4 separate regions of the Mus musculus genome follow, and regions 2, 3 and 4 are each linked to region 1. The links are chromatin contacts, called in public Hi-C and HiChIP or PLAC-seq maps. All regions are on one chromosome and are shown on one strand. The core of a region is the stretch at or near the end of the contact, and the rest is flanking DNA. Distances in the headings are between cores, read along the strand shown.

Region 1 (3,246 bases), core at 461-2,960:
ACATCCGGTGAACGTCTAAACCTAGGCACCTGATACGGGCCAGGCATGATGGCACACTGCCAGGAGTCCCAGCACCCAGGAAGCTGAGGCAGGAGGATTACAAACTCAAAATAGATTCTGTTGTTAACTTTGACAACTTTAGAGTATGCAAATTTAGGGAGGGTTTAATTTTCCAATCCTGTTTAATTTCTAGCTCCCACTGAAAATTAGGACTCAAAATATAGCAGAGGAACCAAAGATATTTCCCAATGTCCAGCTTCCGCCCAGGCACCGACGGGAACTTGGCTTTGCTTTTGGTGCTAGGTTAAACCATGGTGCTTTCAGTTTCCCAACAAGTTCTATCGCAAGGCTCGCTTATTCCTCCAATCAAAGGAGGAAGTCAAGTGCTCTTTGGGTCAGTAAAGGGGAACTGTTAGCTGGATAAGCAAGCTCCAATAGTCTGCCAACAGCTTTGGTGAACCTTGTAACCCAGCCTAAGGCTGTCACTCTTACAAATGTCCGCTATGAATAGTTACCTAAACTTCCAATATTCATCCAACTCTGAAAACCTTAAGACTTAAGAGCCAACCGTTATTGAGAAGGCTGAATTATTATAAAGTCTAGAGTACTCTAATTACACATTCCCATTTTTGCTCGGATTCTTTTAAGTCAATAGCAGGATTTCAAAGGAGGAAGTAAAAATGCTTCTCGGGCTGTTTTAACCTGTGCAACCAAAAGGGCTTGCTAGCACATGAAAGGACCCTGTCAGCATCCAGCTAATTAACCAACACTGTCCAGGCTCCAGCAAGGAGAATTATAAAACAAAACAAAAAGCAAAGTTTGCGAAGCAAGTTTCTCATCCTGAAAAGACAGAGGCTAGCGGACAAGTCGGTCCAGCACGTGTGTGTCAGAGGTGAGGCAGGGCAATCTAAGGCAAATAATCCCGACAGAGACCAGGAAGGCAGGAAGGAAGGACGGGTAGGAGGAACAAAGCACCGGCTGGAGAGGTTCGAGCCCAGGAATGGGGAGCACGGGGCAGGAATCCAAAGCCGGCTTCTGGGGAAGAGAGTAGGGGCACGGGGATCTCCCGCGGAAGCTGCGGAAGCAGAGCCAGATTTCCTGCTCTCCATCTCTGGGCTGCTTAGGAGCAGCAGGCTGGCCAAGGGGGCTGAGAGAGGCCGGTGGCCCGGGCGCCCCGCGCGCACTCACCCCGGGTCCCTCCCCGACGCGGTAGGTGAGCTCCAGCTCGAAGCGATCGGCGGCACCGCAGGGCTGCCGGAAGGCCACGCACAGGGCCTGGCCATAGTGCGAGAAGGGCTGTGTGTGGAAAGGCACGGGCTCTGCCGGCGCCTGCTGGTCTCCCGGCTGTCCCCGTCGCAGCGTCGCCGCCGTCACCTCCAAGCAGCTGTGCGAGTCGAGCCGCAGCTCCGAGGCGCCCTCGGGAAGCAAACAACGCAGCTCCAGCGTCGCCGTGCCGCTCAATCCGCGGCTTCCCGGACCCGGGCCCGGAGGCCCGAACTCGGCCCGCAGGTCCAGGTGCAGGTGCAGGATCTCGAAGGCGCGGAAGCTGGAGGCCGAGGCCACGTCCACGGCTTGGGCCGAGTGCAGTGGCCGCCGGGCGGCCGCGCTGTAGTTGCCTGGTCCGCCGCTCTCCATGGCTCCTGAGCGGTTGCTCACCCGCCAGGAAGGTCGGTCGCTCCTCGGGTCTTGGCAGGCTCCGCCTCGAGGCGACGCGCCACCATGCGCCCCGCCCTCCGAGGAATTCGGGCGGCCACAGCCCCTAACCCCCTGGGGCTGTCCCCTCCCTTGTGGCACACAACCCCTCTTCCTGCTTCACACAGGTTCCTGTGCTACCCTGAGACCGAAGTAGGTGGTGTGGTGGGTCACCCTAGTTCCAGGTCACCCTTGAGGATTCCCCATCTTCTAAGCAGTCTGCAAGATGCAGGGGACCAGAACCTGGATTGAAAGGCTCTGGGTTTGAAATTTCACTCACTCTCTCCACTAGGCCAGTCATTAGGACATGTGTGACATCTTGAATGAATTGTAAAACAGGAGTTGTAATGCTGTTCTTCCGTCAAGGAAGATGTCTAGCGTGCTTAGTAAATAGCCACACACACACACACACACACACACACACACACACACACACACAAACCCCCGCAACCCCAGGCACACAGATCTTTAACGCTTTTGTGTCAGGACCAGAGACGTTTTGTGGTTGTTATATATCTATATGTTCCCACTCAACTTAAATTTAGTTGTTTCTATTTTTAATTTTTTCTTTTGAAAAAATATGGATGGGTGTTCTGCCCGCACGTATGCCTAGTGCCTGCAGATAGAGTCGGACCCCCTGGAACTGGAGTTACAGACCTTGTAAGTTGTCATTGGATGCTGGGAACCAAACCAGGTCCTCTACAAGAGCAGCCAAGGACTCTCAACCGCTGGGCCATCTCTCTACCCTCAAGTTAGATTTTTAAATGAGTTCATTAAGACTAGTTAAACTCCCTAGCTATTGAAATCATGCAACTTTAAAAAAAATTATTGTGTTACTATGTAGCCCAAGGTAGTCTCAAAATAGCCATCCTACATCAGCTTGAGGAGTTATGGGATTACACCCTTCCTAGATAATATTTGTTTATCAATGCTGGAGATCAAATGTAGGGCCTTAAGTACCCTAAACAAGCACTCTGCCTTTGAGCTACACCCTCATCCCTGCACGCATGGAAATGCTTAGTCGCCCATTGCATGTTCTTTGTATTTTCCTTGTGTGGCTCAGTTTGAGCTGGACACAGCGCTACATTTTGTTTCTCTTCTGTGACAGTGCCTTGCAGAGGCAACAAATGAAGAGATTAAGTGTAGCCATTTCCTAGGGATTGAAACTTTTCAGTCTTTTTTTTTTTTTTTTTTTTTTTTTTTTTGGTTTGTGGAGACAGGGTTTCTCTGTATAGCCCTGGCTGTCCTGGAACTCACTTTGTAGACCAGGCTGGCCTGGAACTCAGAAATTTGCCTGCCTCTGCCTCCCGAGTGCTAGGATTAAAGGTGTATGCCACCACACCCGGCACTTTTCAGTCTTAAAGAAGAAAGAAGGTCATACAATTTAGGTAGCTCAGAATGTGACAAGGTTCTCGAGGTTATAGAAATAGGGACTATGGGCTGGAGAGGTGGCTCAGTGGTTAAGAGCACTGACTGCTCTTCCAGAGGTCCTGAGTTCAATTCCCAGCAACCACATGGTGACTCACAACCATCAGTAATGGGATCCGATGCCCT
Region 2 (3,491 bases), core at 379-2,878, 390 kb after region 1:
CAGAGAGATTTATATGAATTCTGTCCCAAGGGACAGATCAGTCATAACCCAGGCTAAAAATCCCTTGACACTTGCCTAACACATCACACCTACAAAGGAGTACTCCAGCTGTGGTGGCATCTTCGGGTGGACTGAAGGTGTCACCAGTAAAGACAGTTGAATTCCAATTTTTCTCAGAAGATGGTTTTATTTGGAGTAGGGTCATGGCAGATATAATTGGTTAAAATGACGTCTGGTCGAGGTAGGAAGTGGGTCTCTCACCCGATATGACCTCTGTACTAACAAGAGGGCCATTTGGACACAGACACACACAGCAATCAGACAATATGAGAGGGCCACAGGAAAACCATGTGGTCTCCATAGTGATGGACCATAGTGATGGAGAGGAAGTCTGGATTGATGGATCTGCAGACCAAGGGAGGCCAAGTGCTGGCAAACACTGGCAGTGAGAAGAGGCAAGAGGGACTCTTCGCTGTGGGTTTCATGGTATGAATGTGACACTACTGTTTTTTAAGGACTTATTTGTCATTGTATGTGTATGGGTGTTTTGCCTGCATGCATGTCTGTGTACCATGTTGATGCCCAGTGCCCACAAAGGCCAGAGGAGGATGTTGAATCCCCTGGAACAGGAGGTACAGACAGTTGTGAGCCATCATGTAGGTTCTGAAAATTGAATATGGGTTCTCTGAAAGAATAGCCAGTGGTCTCAACACTGAGCTAGCCCTCCAGCCCTTGCCCTACTGTTATCTTGATTTTAGACTTTCAGTTGCTAAAACCGTAAACAAATGAACTTCTTGGAGGAATCTTGTTGTTTGTTCAGTTTTCTGAGACACTATACAAAATAGCTTGTTTGTTTGTGTTTGAGGCAGTGTCTCACCACGTGACTCTGGCTGGCTTGGAACTCTCTATGTAGACCTGCCTCTGCTGGGATTAAAGAACGCACTACCGAAACTAGCTTTTTCTTTTTAGATTTACTTGTTGGGATTGGAGAGACATACATGTAAATAAAAGAGTTTAAAAAAATCAAAACTATTCAGTTATTTTATGTGTATGGCTGTTTTTCTGCATGTATGTATGTATGTATGTATGTAGTATGTATGTAGTATGTATGTATGTATGTATGTATGTATACCATCTGCCTGCCTGGGGGCCAGAGGAACACATTGGATTCTCTGAGACTAGAGTTACAAGTGGGTGCTGGGAACCAAACTCGGGTCCTTAGTAAGCAAAGCCAAAGTTCTTAACCACTGAGCCATCCCTCTTTCTAGCCCCGATGAGACGGGGCTTTTCTGTGTAGTCCAGGTTAGCCTCCAACTCTATCCTCCTGCCTCAGCCTCTGCATGTTGGGATTACAGGCATCACCATATACTGATGAGCTTCTGCCACCCAGTTTGTTACAGCGGCCACAGGACACCTGATATGACACCGGCTTGAGGGAGGAGGTCTCTAAGAGGAAAGAAGCTTACATGAGCTGCACCAAGGGGTACAGAGGGTTCCACTCCTAGGCCAGTGATCCTCTAAAAATACTGCTCCTGCTCTTGGCTCTCCAGCCATTGTGTATCTCCCACAGACCGCAATCGCTCCACCCTGCTGGGTGTTCCTTTGTGAAACCTTATCTGTCCTTCCTCTCCCAGCGGGGCTAAGCTCAGACCTTCCATAGCTGGAGTGTGGCAGTGGGTTTGTTGCCCCAGCTCCCCTTTTCCAGACCATTAGTCATCAACATTGCTTTATCAACGCTCCCTGTGAATCAGACTCATGCTGAGTGCTGGGTTCCCAACCGTGCACAGTCACACACAACCCCCAATCCCACCCCCGCCTGGGACAATACCCCTGTTAGCCGGCTGCCCCCCTCGGGGTCTCCACCCTCTCCGTCACCAACAGGACCCTGTTCTGCTCAGGCCCCTTTGTCTTTCACAGGCAGGGACAGACACACCTGCCTGTTGACACACACCAGTTCAATACAGACCAGTGAACTTGGAGAGAGCACACCACCCTCTACCGAGGAAGAGTCTGCACTGCACAGGGTGGAGGTGGCTGCAGTCTAGAACAGAATGGAAGGTCACCATAGGAACCAAAGATGGTCTAGAAACAAAGTCAACAAGGACACGTCTAGGACTCCTCTAAGGGTTGCCACAATTGCTTTTACTCTTCTCTCCTTTCACCCTCCCTGGGTTGGGTTGCACTGAGTTGCCCAGGCTGGCCTCAGACTGACAGTGGAGCCCAGGTTTGCCTGGAAGTTGTGATTACCTGACTTTACCCTCCCAAGTACAAAGACCATGCTCATCTCCCTACTGGTGTATCCGAGCCCTCGGAACCCCGATGGGTATCACAGTTGCCCGGTGGTGTAATTAAGGACCACAGCTTATAAGCTGTGGTCCTTTCATATCAGAAACGAAAAGACGCAAAGGGCTGAGTGTGTTCGATTATGTCAGCAATCCCAGAATGCACGGAGATAAGCAGGAGGATTGCTACAAGTCTGAGCCGAGGCTGGATCACACTGTGAGACTGTGCAGAAACAACACAAACAACACAACACAAACCAAATCCTACAGCTCAAGGAGGATGTGTCTATCAAACTTGGCAGAACCAAAAAATTTCTTTTACCTGTAAGTAATTTATGCTCGGCTAAAACATCAGACTCAAACTAGAACACATTCCACTATTCGTTCTTATAGAATTCATTATAGACAAAACTAATTTATGGCGATACACATCAGCTCTGTGACACAGCTGTGGGGGTTATCTACTGATGAAAAGGACGGGGACGGGGGATAGGCTCTTGGAACAGTTCTGTGTCGTCAAAAACACATCAAACCAGACACTTACGATCTGTTCACATGACTGTTGGTAAATTTTATTTTGATTTAAATGAAAATCATATACAACAAAAAAGAAAGAGGGCATTTCCTTTTTATTTGTAAGGAAGTCTAGATTTTCAGAAGACTGCAGGGGACTGCGGGATCCTATTTCCTTCTCTGAATCTCGCCAGGCCTATTTAGGACCCTGTCCAGGCTTAGTACAAAGATGCAGGTGGAAGAAAACAGAGCAGCAACCTCAGCCCTAGGACCACGGAGCCTGGCTCTTTCCAGCTTTGTAAGGCAGAGCTCTGCCTCAGAGGCAACTAGGCAGAGAGCTCCCGGATGTCCCATTGTCATGGAGATGGACCCATCTGCCTTTTAACCCACAAGCCAATTCAAACCTCCCACCTTTCCATATTTTTTGCCTCAGTTACATCTGCGATCCCTCCTTCTGAAGCCAGTGCTATTTGTAATACTCTGAGACACAGACTAGACCAGATAATGGGTCAGTCTTGCCAAACAAAACCTCGGGTCACACTCATTACACACACACACACACACACACACACACACACACACTGCAGTCGGGTCACACTCATTACACACACACACACACACACACACACACACACACACACACACACACACACTGCAGTCTGGGGCCCAGTGGACTCAGTGGGATTATATATCTCA
Region 3 (3,244 bases), core at 68-2,567, 420 kb after region 1:
CCACCCTGAAAAGTTCTGGGCTCCATTGGCCAGAAAGGGAAATTGGCTGCAGTCCAGGGGCTGGGGTGCTACCCAGAGAAGAAGATCTCTTCCCCCATTCCTATGCTGTAGACCAATGAAACTGCAAGGGCCGAGGTGGCCGCTGTGGCATTTCCAGGGTAAAAGGGCTCTGTCAAAGCTGATCTGAGTCTCTCCAACCTTCACTCGTGCCTTTTCAGGCACTCCCCCGAAATCCGAGGTGTGCTTTGGTGACTGATGGGCCAAGCTGTGACTGCCGCCTTCTTGTTAGTACAGATGTGCTTTGCAGCAGCTGTGACGGAAAGCCACACCTGTTGTCTAGATCAGCTGCTGTAACTCTACTCCTAGGAAAGCAGGCTAGTGAGAGGCCTCTTCCAAGTCCCCCTTTTCAAAGGCATGTGGAAAAGCCGGCATCTGCCCGTCACAGCAGCAGGGGAGCCTGCTTGGAAGGTCGTGGGGCCCTGGGAATCCCAGTCACTAACTGGAGTCTTCCAATTCAGCTTTACCCCAGCTGTACGCGAGCCAGAGCCCCTTCCTCGCTCCCCCATCACGTCGGAGTGGGGAAAACTGAGAAGCAGGAAGATGGCAGGGAGTCCTGCTGCTTCCAAGGAACCAGATGTTTCTAGGATCTCTGATTTCCCTGGGGACCTTCATATTTAACAAGGTGGCCTGAGCTGGAAGGATTCGGCACAAATTAGCGAACTGCAAAATGGACTGGGGACGTGAAAAAAAAAAAAAAAAAGACACCAGGGCTACGGATGAATCGGGAAGCTGAGCAGAGCTTGCTTTTCCCGGGCATCAGTCACGGAGACGCTGGCCATAGAGATCTGACACTACTACGAGAGAATTTGTTCCACTGAGCAGCGTTGGGTGTGACGGAGTTGGCGTTAGTGAGACCGGAACACCAGTCATTCCCAGAGCCTGGGGAGGCATGAGTCCCTCGCTGACATCCTGGGTACTGGGTAGAATCCAGAACCCCCAGGTCTTTGAGAAAATCTCAGCAAGATAAATCCAGGCTACACACTCTCTGTCACCTAGACCCACAAAGTAAGGCGCACGTGCCAATACACATTAAAAACCTGGCGGTGAAAAGCAGATGGTAAGCTGGCATTGCTGATGTCTGCGGTATACGCTCACATCCACATCAGCGCTTTTAATGACCACACGTCACTTCACGTTCAGGGGAGGAATCTCGGCCGGCATATTAGAATGGTGCCAAGGCCTCAGCAGGACAGCACCCTCTAATCCCCCAGCAGCCCTGGCAGCGCCCGGAAGAGATGGCGCATGTGGCAGGCAGCGCCCCGCCAGATGTAGGACACTGCTGACCCCTGCTGGTGTGGGCGCGTCTGCGGAGGAGAGCCCTAGGGAGAATTCAGACTGGAAAAAACTCGCAATCCGTCTGGGAGGGGTAGGAAGAAATACCCCAGCTCAGAATCTCCCCATCTGGAGATCCTTTGAAGAGACAAAGCAGACTTTAGAATAAAACCCAGACTGGATTTTCTGAGGGGAGTGCGACAAACTAGCGAACGAGTCCTCCCTCCAGCTTCTGTGGCCTGGAAAACCCTGGGGCCAGTTCTCTTGACGCTAAATTAGGAACCGGAACCGGGTGGTGGTGGTGCATGCCTTTAATCCCAGCACGTGGGAGACAGAGGCAGGGGGATTTCTGAGTTCGAGACCAGCCTGGTTTACAGAGTGAGTTCCAGGACAGAGAAGAAGCCCTATCTCAAAAAAAAAAAAAAAAAAAAAAAAAAAGGAAGGAAGGAAGGAAGAAAAGAAGAAAGAAAAATAAAAACTAAATTGGGAAACTTGGCAACACCCACTGCCAAATGCAATCATCAGGGAGACAAAAATAAAAGGGGGTGGAGGCGGGAGAAGGGAGAAAGACAACTTTCTCAAGTAGCTCAATAGTTTTCAGCCAGAATCATTATCTCTTTGCCTCCCCACCTCTTTCCAGAGTAGTTTCCTTATTTCAGCACAGAGACTTTGTATTTCAGCTTGATTTCTGGTGCTGTGACATTTTACCTTCCTTTCTGTGAGAGATGTTGCTATCATGGTATCTGGGTGCCTCCTGCTAAGAAACCTGGCATCTAGAGTATTTGCATCCGGTCTGAACTTTTTTTTCTTTTTCTTTTTTCTTTTTTTTTAAAGATTTATTTATTTATTTATTATATGTAAGTACACTGCAGCTGTCCTCAGACGCACCAGAAGAGGCATCAGATCTCATCACGGGTGGTTGTGAGCCACCATGTGGTTGCTGGGATTTGAACTTCGGACCTTCGGAAGAGCAGTCGGGTGCTCTTACCCACTGAGCCATCTCACCAGCCCTGAACTTTTTTTTCAAACTCATTTTACAAACAGGCAAAACACAGAACCCAACTATCCCAGGATCTCTACTGAAATAATCACAGGGACCCAAGGGGCAATTAGGGCCCTGCCAGTTCCAACAAACGCAGTCCAGAGGCCCCAGGCAGACGCAAAAGCCACCCATTGCTAAGTCTCTTTCTCTACCCAGAACTGGGTTAACAAGAACCTGCGTTCACCCCTACTGAACACTAAACACCATTGAGGGTGTATACGCAGTCCTCTACGCTGCCACCGTGTGGCCTCCTCTGGGTACTGCACTGAATTCACTCCTATCAAGGAACTGTGGCTTCTCACAACAGCCTCTAACCTGCTTGTTCCACTTCTCACCTCCTTATCATTCTCTCTTTTGTGTTATGCTGAGCATGGAACCCAAGGCCTCGAACATAAGTGCACACTCTACCATCAAACTACATCACTAGCCTCCAGTTCTCAATTTGACATCTGCAGCATTTGATGTTTGGTACGCACTTACGCTTACTTGTATAAAATTATTATGAAACATTTTAGATATATAAGATGTATAAAAAATAATACAACAAGGAATTGTTCCGGTAGTACCCTTTAGAGAATTGGACAGCAGATGTGTGTGTGTGTGTGTGTGTGTGTGTGTGTGTGTGTGTGTGTGTGTGTGGACAGACAGGTAGACAGACACAGAAAGAGGAATAGGCACATGTGCTAGTCGCTGGCCAATGCCATGTTCTCCAGGATGGGCCAGCAAGCTGAGGTCAGAGAAAGCCGGCAGTTAAAACACCAGCAGACTCAGTTTAGGTGCAAAGGCTAGGAATGCTGGTGTTCCATTTAGAAGGAAGGCAGGCAAGAGGAGTTCTTCCTGAGTGAGGAGGAACTCCACCTTCAGCTCAGC
Region 4 (3,223 bases), core at 663-3,162, 300 kb before region 1:
GGTGGAGGTGGTAGGTCTTAGGTGGGAGAACTTGGTAACCCAGAGCAGAGGTAGTCAGAGGGACTGGAGCTAGGAAGATGGCGGTTCCTACTACCTCTTCCACCCTTGTCCCAAGAGCCTACTGCCTATTGCCAGCTCTTCCTTCTTCTCCTCCCTTACTCTTTAAGCCTTTACTCTTCCTGGAAAAATGAGCCCAAAGGAGCAGGAGAAGAGGTGAAGAGGAAAGGTAGGGCCCAGTAAGAAGCCCCGCCCACTCATAGTCTTCTGATTGACTTTAGCTCTACATTTGTTTTTGGGTTTTTTCCTTTTGATGAGATGCTTAACAAGCTGTGATCCTACCATGAGTTCTCCTCTGTGTAAGAGAAGATTGTGGTTGGCACTAACTAATGGCACAGCACACAGAGCCCATGGTAGTACATACCAATCCCTTGCGTTTCTACCACCACCATCTCAGCCTTGGAGTGGATTCTTTTCCATGGCTTTGGGAAGATTTTGTTAATGATAACAGTAGAGGACTTAGGTGCTCCTAACAGTTCAGTTTTTCATCCTATGACCAGTCAAAGACTCATGGTCCTTCTTGTCAGATCCAAATATGTAGAACAGAGACTCAGAAATTTGCTTAGAAGAAGACCCATGGTCTTCAACTGACCACAAAGGAGATAACCAAAGTACTAACATTCTGGCTTGCTAGAAATTTGGCCCAAAGTAAAACACAAGGAAACTTAACTACTCAATCTTATTTGGGGTAAATGTATATGAACTAGTAGTTGGAGGTTTTGTTTGCTTGCTTGCTTGCTTTTGTTTTTTGAGACAGAGTCTCATGTAGCCTAGGATAGCCTCAAACTCATTATGTAGCTGAGGATGACCCTAACACTCGATCTTGCCACCTCCACACTGGCACCACCACTCCTAGCTAGACGTTTAAATAAAAGTTTATGGAACTTCAACTCTCTCCTCCCTTGCCTCTTCTCTAATTAGAATGTTGAACTTTGGCTGATGTCCAGATTTAGAAGCAGACAGTAAGGTGACAACTGTGCCATGCTAAAGCTTGCAGCCCAAAGGGGCTGGCTCACTCTCATAGAAGACCTCTTTAAGGAACAATGCCTACATTCTTAGACCACCAACACATGGCCACTTCACTCCAAGGCTAGTTCCTTGACTCCAAAGGGGAGAATGATCTCATAGTGATGTAGGTGGAGAGAGCAGGGTAAAAATCTAGGTAACTTGCTGTAAGTCAAGCCTCCCCAAAAGAATGCCAATTTTGCCATTGTGATAGTTTGTATATGCTTGGATCAGGGAGTGGGACTATTAGGAGGTGTGGCCTTGTTGGAGTAGATGGGTCACTGTGGGTGTGGGCTTTAATACCTTAGTCCTTAGCTGCCTGGAAGTGAGTATTCTGCTAGCAACCTTCAGATGAAGATGTAGAACTCTCAGCTCCTCCTGCACTGTGCTTGCCTGGATTCTGCCATGTTCTCACCTTGATGATAATGGACTGAACCTCTAAACCTGCAAACCAGCCCCAATTAAATGTTGTCCTTATGAGAGTTGCCTTGGTCATGGTATCTCTTCACAGCAGTAAAACCCTAACTAAAATAGCCAACCCTAGGAAATAAAAAAAAAAAAACAAAAAAACAAAAAAACCAAAACCCACCAATTCTCAAGGTGGGGGGACCTCCCACCAAGGGCTCTCATAGCCCGGGGGAAATAAAGAAATCAGGCACCCAGAAACAATTGATAAATAAATCTGCCATCATTTGGTGAATGCCCTTCCTGAAACTGGCCCCATGAGAAGACCCTAAGGAATAATAAAGTCATCCTTTTCTGCTTCTGAGCCTTCTAGAGTCTAGGGGCTACTCAGTGAATCACAGGAGGTTTGGAAATGTTCTGAGCTCCATGCATGGCCTCTGACTCATCTCTCCACCTCACTTGTTGACCTATGGCAGAATTTTCACTGGGCACTCAGGAGACCGCAGAGAAGCTAAGCTATGGAAAGTTAACTATTAAACTTAGAGAAGGGCCTTCTCAGCTTGTTTTAAAGGTGGAGTTTTTGGAAAGAGGACTTGGCTAGGGATCACAACAGGATTCAGGCAGAGAATGGTGCTCCACTGGGCTTCAGGATCCAAACTTGGTCCTTTCTAGGTAAATGGTGTTGGGGGCAATCCCAGGAGCAATTATCGTCTATTGCTGAGTCTTGGCTTCTCCCCACTTGTTACCTCCTCTCTCTGAGATTGAATTCCCGTGTTTGGAGTGAGGCGGAGGCACTGCATAGAACCTCAACTGCACTTGGGGAAGCAGAGGGTAAGAAAGATCAAGAGGAGAGAGGCAGAAGAATCAAAGGCCTGTTGGGGGCATCCAGGAGTCCCAGATAGCCACAGCACTCCCTAAAATGCAATATTCACAATACAAATATCCCTTCTCTTGGGTTTTCCATCCCTACCAGTAACAGGATTGGGATGAGAAGAGAGGTCCAGGCCATAGTGAGATGCATACAATGTAAAACCATACAAAGTTAGCATAGAGTTCGGGGAAGCCCAGAGAACCACAGACTTCTCAGTGTATATCTTACCAGGACCTGAGAATCCTGTCTTGCTGAGGGCAGAAATTTCATTACTGCTTGGGGTCGGTGTGGTGTGGGAACACATCAAGGTCTCTTTCCCCCCGCCCCACCTTGGAGATGGGGCAGGCTCCTCCAGGTGTCTGTTCCAGTAGGATAAGTGAGGTGGGGAGGGGAGCAGAATGCAAAATCTGTCCTGGATGACGGATCATCAGTCACCTCTGGCACTTCACCCCAGGTTGGCTTCATAGGGGCTTTGAAAGAGGGTGGCATCTTATGATGTCATAGGGTAGTACTCCATGGTATGAAGATGATTCCCCGGGAGAAAAACCATAAAGTTCTATGAGAGATTTGTAAGTGTTTCATGAAAAGCAAATATATAGGTATCATCAAATAATTAAGTTTAATTGCTGTAGTAATTAAGCCAAAAAGTCCTAATTCTCAGGACCTTTTAGACACTAACATGACCCCATGACTCTAAGAAAGGGACATAATATGCAATGTCTTCCAAAGTGTATTTTAACAGGAAGCACTTTGGCACAGCATAGGTCAAGATTAATGGAACACAAAACACATTTTATATTCTATATGTCACAGGGGAGACTCTCCAATGTCTTTGGTAGTTGTCTTCCAGTGTCATGCTCTGTGAGACCTCCCCATCACTCTGCA

The links. A called contact is a pair of places that touch in the nucleus more often than the background predicts. HiChIP or PLAC-seq counts read pairs in DNA pulled down with a chosen protein or histone mark.
Region 2: a Hi-C map of embryonic stem cells shows a contact between it and region 1, with 3 times the contacts expected there. The contact joins the enhancer-like site here to the promoter of Rnpep in region 1. A contact is called at or near these places in 2 of 484 Hi-C or Micro-C datasets (both in embryonic stem cells), 1 of 115 datasets of contacts at active chromatin or transcription factors (pancreatic cancer cells) and 2 of 9 other capture datasets (adipose tissue and liver).
Region 3: a contact with region 1 is called in an H3K4me3 HiChIP or PLAC-seq map of bone marrow-derived macrophages, with 3 times the contacts expected there. The contact joins the enhancer-like site here to the promoter of Rnpep in region 1. A contact is called at or near these places in 2 of 484 Hi-C or Micro-C datasets (both in embryonic stem cells), 5 of 115 datasets of contacts at active chromatin or transcription factors (astrocytes, bone marrow-derived macrophages, embryonic stem cells and 2 more) and 2 of 9 other capture datasets (adipose tissue and liver).
Region 4: a contact with region 1 is called in an HNF4G HiChIP or PLAC-seq map of pancreatic cancer cells. The contact joins the enhancer-like site here to the promoter of Rnpep in region 1. A contact is called at or near these places in 6 of 484 Hi-C or Micro-C datasets (the G1E-ER4 cell line and embryonic stem cells), 6 of 115 datasets of contacts at active chromatin or transcription factors (astrocytes, embryonic forebrain, embryonic stem cells and 3 more) and 3 of 9 other capture datasets (adipose tissue, liver and pancreatic islet).

What each region holds. Positions count from the first base shown.
Region 1 is chr1:135,282,374-135,285,619 of GRCm38.p6, forward strand. Rnpep (arginyl aminopeptidase (aminopeptidase B)) reads right to left here and starts at 1,711. Exons shown (of 11, transcript NM_145417.3): 1 at 1,189-1,711. The coding sequence starts at 1,635.
Region 2 is chr1:135,673,998-135,677,488 of GRCm38.p6, forward strand. It overlaps a transcript of Nav1 not described here. Among named protein-coding and RNA genes, the nearest start is that of Gm32835, 12 kb to the right of the region's middle. Within about 2 kb of position 1,629, at least 57 of the 459 cell types and tissues checked have an H3K27ac peak or open chromatin away from gene starts, as enhancers often do. A contact at or near this core is called in embryonic stem cells, liver and pancreatic cancer cells, where this site is marked.
Region 3 is chr1:135,698,209-135,701,452 of GRCm38.p6, forward strand. No RefSeq gene overlaps it. Among named protein-coding and RNA genes, the nearest start is that of Gm32835, 12 kb to the left of the region's middle. Within about 2 kb of position 1,318, at least 105 of the 459 cell types and tissues checked have an H3K27ac peak or open chromatin away from gene starts, as enhancers often do. A contact at or near this core is called in adipose tissue, bone marrow-derived macrophages and pancreatic cancer cells, where this site is marked.
Region 4 is chr1:134,983,414-134,986,636 of GRCm38.p6, forward strand. Lgr6 (leucine-rich repeat-containing G protein-coupled receptor 6) reads right to left here. Exons shown (of 18, transcript NM_001033409.3): 18 at 2,940-3,223. Among named protein-coding and RNA genes, the nearest start is that of Ube2t, 22 kb to the left of the region's middle. Within about 2 kb of position 1,913, at least 8 of the 459 cell types and tissues checked have an H3K27ac peak or open chromatin away from gene starts, as enhancers often do. A contact at or near this core is called in pancreatic cancer cells, where this site is marked.